Linked DNA regions of Sus scrofa: region 1 is linked to region 2. A link is a contact called in public HiChIP or PLAC-seq data. All regions are on one chromosome and are shown on one strand. Each heading gives the region's core, a stretch centred on a gene start, on an enhancer-like site or on the middle of the called end of the contact. The rest is flanking DNA. Distances are from core to core; before and after follow the strand shown. Region 1 overlaps GNAQ (G protein subunit alpha q). Region 2 overlaps GNAQ (G protein subunit alpha q).

Region 1 (3,457 bases), core at 22-2,521, 230 kb after region 2:
AAGAGTCCTACCAAACTCACACTGCTAGGAGGGTCTTGTCTCGCACATGATTCAGCATATTCCTTTGAAGACCCTTCTGAAAGTGTCCTCTGATCTTGGCTTCAGTGAGAACCAGGCCTTTGTTAAACAACTTTTTAAAGGACACTGCAAACTGTACCTCTGATAAGCCTTCTGGGTGAATAAGCATGTTGCTCAATTTGCACTTCACTGAAATGCTCATGTATGTGTACACCCTGGTTTCATTTACATCCTCCATTTTCGCTTTTTCATCTACTTCTAATTTACAGTATCTTATGTAAAATGAGAGCATCTTTATATTGCTTTGGAGACAAGACAGAATGAAAGCAGAGTGTCCAATAGATGTGTAGCTTGTTTTAAACAATCAAAGCAGAAGGACAATTGGTAGATGGGAGTCAGAGGCCTAACCAGAGGAAAACCCTGGGGGCCCACGGACTTTATTCACCCAACAGGCTTGTTTTTATTGTTTGACTGTGTTGACAGTAGTTTTAATTTTTTTTAATTAGTTGGCGACATTTAAATTCCAAGAGATTTCACATAAATATCCAGAGTCGTTGTTTTCTTGAAAAACTGGAAGGTCTGGAAACCCTAAGCCTGCTCTCCATACATGGCGACGTTTGAAGCTGAACAACAGCTTCAGTGAGCCATGAGATTTTAGAGTTCCCACCCAGATGGTGCCTCCTGTTTAAAACCACCTGTCTCAATCGCCGTGGCATTTGACTTGGCAGCCCTGGACTAAATCAACAGCAAATCAATTCTTGATAGAGAAATCTGCAACTACAATTACTAGGCAGGATTGTCCAGCTGCTGGGGGAACCTCAGAATATATGCTCTTGTATCTTAAAAGATGAGAATTACTTAGAAATCTCGCTAGAAAGAAGCAAAACGGACACTGGAAAAAAGGCAGCTGTTTACACAACCTCCTAAGCCTGGGTGCATCCTTGAGCTACTGGCACTAACTCCCTGCTAGGTTCCTTCCTCAGATGCCATTCCCCACCCAAACCCCACCACTGTACTGCTGTCCCTGGGACCACACAGACTAAGGCTAAAAGCAAAAACAGACAACCAAGTCATCATTCTTCCAGGGCCCCGATCCCAACAAGACCCCCGCCATTCCTTGACTGCCCACCTGGAGGCGCCATGAACACAACAATTCTCCCTTTTCAACGTCAAAACCAAACCACATCCCTTCTTGAAAAACAATGCTGTAGCCATTGTTCAACCCACAGGTATGTGGAGTGTTCAGCAGAGAAGTCCAATTTTCCCCTCGCAGGAAGTTCCTGGAAGGAAGTCGGTGCCCTGAAGTTCAGCCACTCCTCAGACCAGAGAAAACAAAGGCCGTGCAGACATCTATTCTCCAGAATGACTACAGCATCTAGAATAGGAAGCAGGATCCTGAGCCGGCAGGAGCCTTAGTTAGCACAAGTGCTGGGCCTTGCGGGCAGGCTCTAGTCGGAAAAGCCTTCCCTCTTCTTGGCACCTTTGAGGAAGGGTAGAGGGTTCTCTGACACACTTTGATCAGGAACCAAAAGTAAGAACAGTTGATTACTTGAAAAGGATTGTGGGTGTGAGTATTCTGTCACCCCACCCAACCTACCACTGTCCCAATGCTTAGGAAACTACAGCCCTCCATCACTGACAACAGCTGTCCCTGGGAGCTTGGTAATAGCAGTGATGTCACAGTACACATGGAAAGTTATTTCTCACACTGCACAGGCACGACTCTTGAAGTTCTTCTTTTATCCTAAATTATTTTAAAAGCAATGCATATGCAGTTAAATTTTTCCCAACAGAACTAGATGGTAGGTAGTAAGTGGTAAGCGTCTCTAGGCCCATATTTCCCATTTCTATTCCCTTCCATTATTACTGTTCTCACAGTCCTTGAGTGGTTATCAGCTTAACTAAATAACAGGCATATATCTCTTCTTCATTTGTCAACCTCAGACAGAATTTACTGACTTTCTGCCTGCCTCCCTTATACCTACCTCATTTACACCTCCTTCACCTATAATTCTTCCCTCGTTTTCTTGACTGTGCTGTTTTCAGTTCTTCAATTAATTATTTGTTTGTTTCAACAGTATTACACAGTAGTTCTTGATATCCCATCACGGAAGAGAAGGAAATTAGCATCAGACACATCCCCCCCAGCATCTACCTCTCTTTCTCTCCTGCCATCTAGCCACCAACTCTGTCAGCACTTCCTCTCTTTTTGCATTGCCAGGTTTTTAAATCTTGGGTTAGTTGGTTGGTTCTGTTTTTTTTGTTTTTTGTTTTTTTTTCTTTTTCTTTTTCTCCTGTACTTATATTACATCTTCCTTGCCTTGTGTGGAGACTAACCCATGAGCTATTTAGCTACATTTACAACATTATGATTATGCAAGAGTAGAGTTCAACTTGTGGAGAAGGAAACAGAATCCTAGTGTCAATGAACCTGGCTTAACCTCAGGATCAAAAGGGTTCTCCTTTCTTACACTCCAGTAAATGCTCAAAATTATACCATGCTTAAGTTTGCTTTTATTTTCACATTTTTTTGCTTTCCTTTTTTGGCTATACCCACAGTATGGAGAAGATCCCAGATCAGGGATCGAACCTGCGACCCAAGCCACTGCAGCGACAACACTGGATTCTTAAATCAATGAATCACAAGAGAACTCCTATTTTCACATTTTTTTAACCATACAAAACAATTATTTGATTATCTACCATCCTAGTCAATATGCGTATCAATTTGATTTTTTTAAAAATGAAAACCACCTTCATTCAAACTTAATACTATCCTATGTCCATTCCCTTCTAATAAGAGAAACGTACATTATGGCAAACACACAAGGGAATAGTTATTGAGCCAAACAATTCAGCCAATAAAGAGTACCCAAGAGGCCCAAACACTCCAAGGTGTATGTCCAAGGAGAGAGATGTCCAAGGGGAGAGTGAAGAGAAGATACACTTAGCATGGCATTTTTTCTTGCTTTCTTTTTTTTTTTTTTTTTTCTTCCTGGTGAGCAGGCTGGCTTGTGATTTAACTTCTTGGCTACCTAGTTTTTGTTCCTGCTTATTTGCTTTAAAAAACAACATACAAAAATAAAAATCACACATAGTCTTCAGTTATGTATTTGGTGATCTAACAAAACAAAAATTGGTCATAGTACCTAGCAGAGAGAAAATTACTTGTCAGGGGATAAAATAATGTCTGAAACAGACAAAAGTTACAGGAGAGGCAATGCGGCAGGGTAGAAGAACGATGGTTTGGGGGTAAGAAAAAGCTGAGTTTGAATCCTAGATAAATGACTATCCTTGCAGCCTTAGGAGGTTAACTGAAGCTCTCTGAACCTCTGATTTAAAATCTACAAACAGGACTAACACACCTCTTTTGCAGGGGTACTATGAAGACAAAACAGGATGATATGTATAATGCAAACAGGATAGGCCCTTGCGCTTG
Region 2 (3,494 bases), core at 675-3,174:
TTTTGCCTTTTTGCCATTTCTTGGGCCGCTCCCGCGGCATATGGAGGTTCCCAGGCTAGGGGTCGAATCGGAGCTGTAGCCACCGGCCTACGCCAGAGCCACAGCAACAAGGGATCCGAGCCGCGTCTGCAACCTACACCACAGCTCACGGCAACACCGGATCGTTAACCCACCGAGCAAGGGCAGGGACCTAACCCGCAACCTCATGGTTCCTAGTCGGATTCGTTAACCACTGCGCCACGACGTGAACTCCCATGAAATGTTTTTATAATGCATTTGTAATATAACCTTATTACTAAATTGAGCAGTCAGGCAAAAATATTCTAAACAAAATTGTATTCTGCATGTTATGTACTATGTACAGAAAATTGTATTCTAGGTGTTATGAGGCAAGTAAAAGATCTCTGCCAAAGGCTAATAACCAAATGAGATCAGAGTAAGTTCAACACAAACACCTTTAAAATACAACTAATGGAAACACTGAAATCACACAAAATCAACAACTTCTCTAGGGAAAGGGAAAAGGGGGGAGTTGGGATGTGGGGGGGATAATTCAAGTATTGTGAAGAAAAAGCACGCGTTCCTGTCGTGGTGCAGCGGAAACAAATCTGACTAGTATCCATGAGGATGCAGGTTTGATCCCTGGCCTCATTCAGTGGGTTGGGGATCCAGCATTGCTGTGGCTATGGCGTAGGCTGACAGCTGTAGCTCCAATTCAGCCCCTAGCCTGGGAACCTCCATATGCTGTGGGTACAGCCCTGAAAAAACAAATGAACAATAGCAACAACAAAAAAAACAAACAAACAAAAAAAACCCACAAAAACTAAACAAACAAAAAAGAAAGACAGCTTTTGAAAGACATGAGAGAAGACCTACAAAGACTAGCACATGAGTGAACACCAGTAGTTCACATGGGAAACTCTGTACCTGTGGTCAGGGACACAGGGTCATTAGATTTGACCATGGTGTTACTGGAGGTTCAGTGGGAGAGGGCTCAGCTGGCACACAGCCTTGAAAGTACATCCAACTTAAAACCTTTGTGGTGAAGTAACTTCTCAGATATCTGGACAATATAAATGTGCTGAAAAATTTATGAGCCCACCAACACCAATGTGTTAGAGACTTGAATAGAAGTAAAAAGGAGAGGGGATCAGAACTAATTGTACTGTTGAAATGGACACCAAAGACCTCAAAAGCACCAGAGGCAGCAGCAGTTCGTCTTTAAGGCTGGGTGTGTGTTGTAAACCAGCTAATGTTCAGTTTATGGCCAATGTCCACTTTGGCTGATCCTCTTTTCTGACTGGTGGTTGAGTTGTGCCATATTTGTCCAATATGAGTCCATTTCTGAGGTTTTTCAAGTTTATGAGCTGTACATTTCATGCAACTCTAAGAGCAGCATCTGAAATTCCCAACCTGCTCAGTCCGCCCCCACCAACATTTTCATCTTCTTAAGGCCAAGTAAATGAGGAAGGAACTGCTGCTCCTGATCTAACGCGAAACTCTGAGTGGAAGCTCAGAAACTAAATAGAAGGAAATTTGGCTGAGTGATCATGTGCTCATTCATGGCTATGAGAACAGAAAAGGGGCAGAGGTCTCATACACATATGTTTCCACTGACATTAGGAATGTCACTTAATAAACTCGGGATCAGAGTGCAAGGTGGAAATGACACGGCATCTAAATTACCCTTAAAAGTGTATTTTGTCAGGGTACCTACTCGTGGTCCCAAGATCACCTTGTCATGCTGTATGTCTGACACAGACTGCTCTTCCTTCATGGTAGAAAAGGTGAGCACCAGATAAAGTCTGGTTTAGGTCTGTGTTTGCATTGAGGGAACAAAGAATTAGAATCACTCAATACTGGGCTAATACTCTGCACTGCAAGCTGCTCAAGATTAGGCAAGCAGGAATGAAAACCAAGTGCGGGAACAAGTGATTCCATTTCCCCATCTCACATTATTTCACTGCACCCTTTCAGTGGGTGGCAGGCAGCCCAAAGCCTTTTGCATAACTCATTTCCTTTATCCGTTTTCCTTTCTATGGCTGCACACTTACAACTACATTTCCATAAATCCACTTCTGATGTGGCCCTATGTAATTCCACAGCGTGTGTCTGCAAAAGTGACACTAACCCTAAAAGCTTTAGACAGTGTCAAAGGTATGATTTGGAACACTTAATCCAAGGCAGTCGGATGAAAGTGAAAAGAAATGTTCAAAATCACTGTGGCCACAAAAGAAGCTTTCTCACAATCTAAATTTCTAAAAAGGCAAAATGGGGGGGGGGGAGAGAAACTGTGAGGAAAATCACATAATCAAAGATAATTACGTGGACTCCAGCATCTCAGATTGAGAGAAAATTTCAGAAGCTTTCAGGAAAAGACATATTTACTTCATTCTGTTCCCTAAGGGCCCAAGAAAATGAAACACCAACAAAACCTAATGAGGAGAGCGGGTAACAACTCCAACCACAAAGAACATCTGTCAAATATGTAATACCTGCACTGACCCAGAAAGGATGCTGAAAGCTACACCTTTCATAGCTCAGTCAGGCTGAGACAATCAGGTGATACCCTTTCCCTGAGAACACTAAGGACTGACTGGTCCTCTAAGAGGAAGAATTCAGGGGAGCTCTAGCTCCCTGTCTGTAGAGAAAGCAGGACTGATGGGAGACATTGGGGTTATGCCATTTTTATACCCCCAACAGTGGACTCCTAACTCGGGGAACTGCTTGGAGGGGAGGCAGCGAAAAGAAAGCTGTTTACTGCCTAACTGCTGTCAAACACCTAGGGATTCCAAAGCTTGAAGAAAATTTCCACCTTATGAAAAACAGAAACCTACACGAACAAAGAGGAGGAGAGAGAAAGAAAGGGGGGAAAGAGAGAGAGAAAAGGGGGGAAGAAAAAGAAATCAAAGGAAAGAACCAATGTAGAAAACTCAGAGTTCCCGCTGTGGTGCAATGGGATCAGCAGCGTCTTGGGCTGGGACCGGGGTTGATCCCCAGCCCAGCACAAGTTAAGGATTTGGCTTGGGTCACAACTATGGCTCGGATCTGATCCCTGGCCCGGGAACTCCATTACCATGGGGTGGCCAAAAAGGGAAACAGGAAGGAAGAAAGGAAGGAAGGAGGGAAAGAAGAAAGGACATCAATAATACTTTGAAAAGGAAAAAAAAAAATCCTCAGAAAAACATTCCTGAAACAAAAAAGGATACTGACTTAAAAGTGAAGATATGGAGAACAAAAAGAGCTCGGAGAGTTTAAAAAAAAAAAAAAAAAAAGAAAGAAAAGAGAAAATCTGTGAAAACCAAAACACAAACAAATAAAAAAAATGGTTTGGAAGATAACTCCAGGAAATTTCTCAGGAAGTAAAAAGCAATGGAAAAGTGGAGAGAAAAGTTCGGGGAAAAATAAAACCAAGGTAGTCCTTCATTCAGCCAAAACAAGCTATAAAAAGAGAAAAGCAAAAAAAAAAAAATTGTATGAATTCTAAATAAAAT

Evidence for each region. HiChIP or PLAC-seq counts read pairs in DNA pulled down with a chosen protein or histone mark.
Region 1: a contact with region 2 is called in an H3K27ac HiChIP or PLAC-seq map of alveolar macrophages. The contact joins two enhancer-like sites. A contact is called at or near these places in 2 of 47 Hi-C or Micro-C datasets (psoas muscle and retroperitoneal adipose tissue) and 1 of 2 datasets of contacts at active chromatin or transcription factors (alveolar macrophages).

Annotation. Positions count from the first base shown.
Region 1 is chr1:230,852,155-230,855,611 of Sscrofa11.1, forward strand. The region is part of intron 1 of GNAQ (G protein subunit alpha q); the gene reads right to left. Among named protein-coding and RNA genes, the nearest start is that of GNAQ, 53 kb to the right of the region's middle. Within about 2 kb of position 1,272, at least 16 of the 83 cell types and tissues checked have an H3K27ac peak or open chromatin away from gene starts, as enhancers often do. A contact at or near this core is called in alveolar macrophages, where this site is marked.
Region 2 is chr1:230,623,672-230,627,165 of Sscrofa11.1, forward strand. All of the region lies in intron 5 of GNAQ (G protein subunit alpha q), which reads right to left. Among named protein-coding and RNA genes, the nearest start is that of GNA14, 80 kb to the left of the region's middle. Within about 2 kb of position 1,925, at least 1 of the 83 cell types and tissues checked has an H3K27ac peak or open chromatin away from gene starts, as enhancers often do. A contact at or near this core is called in alveolar macrophages, where this site is marked.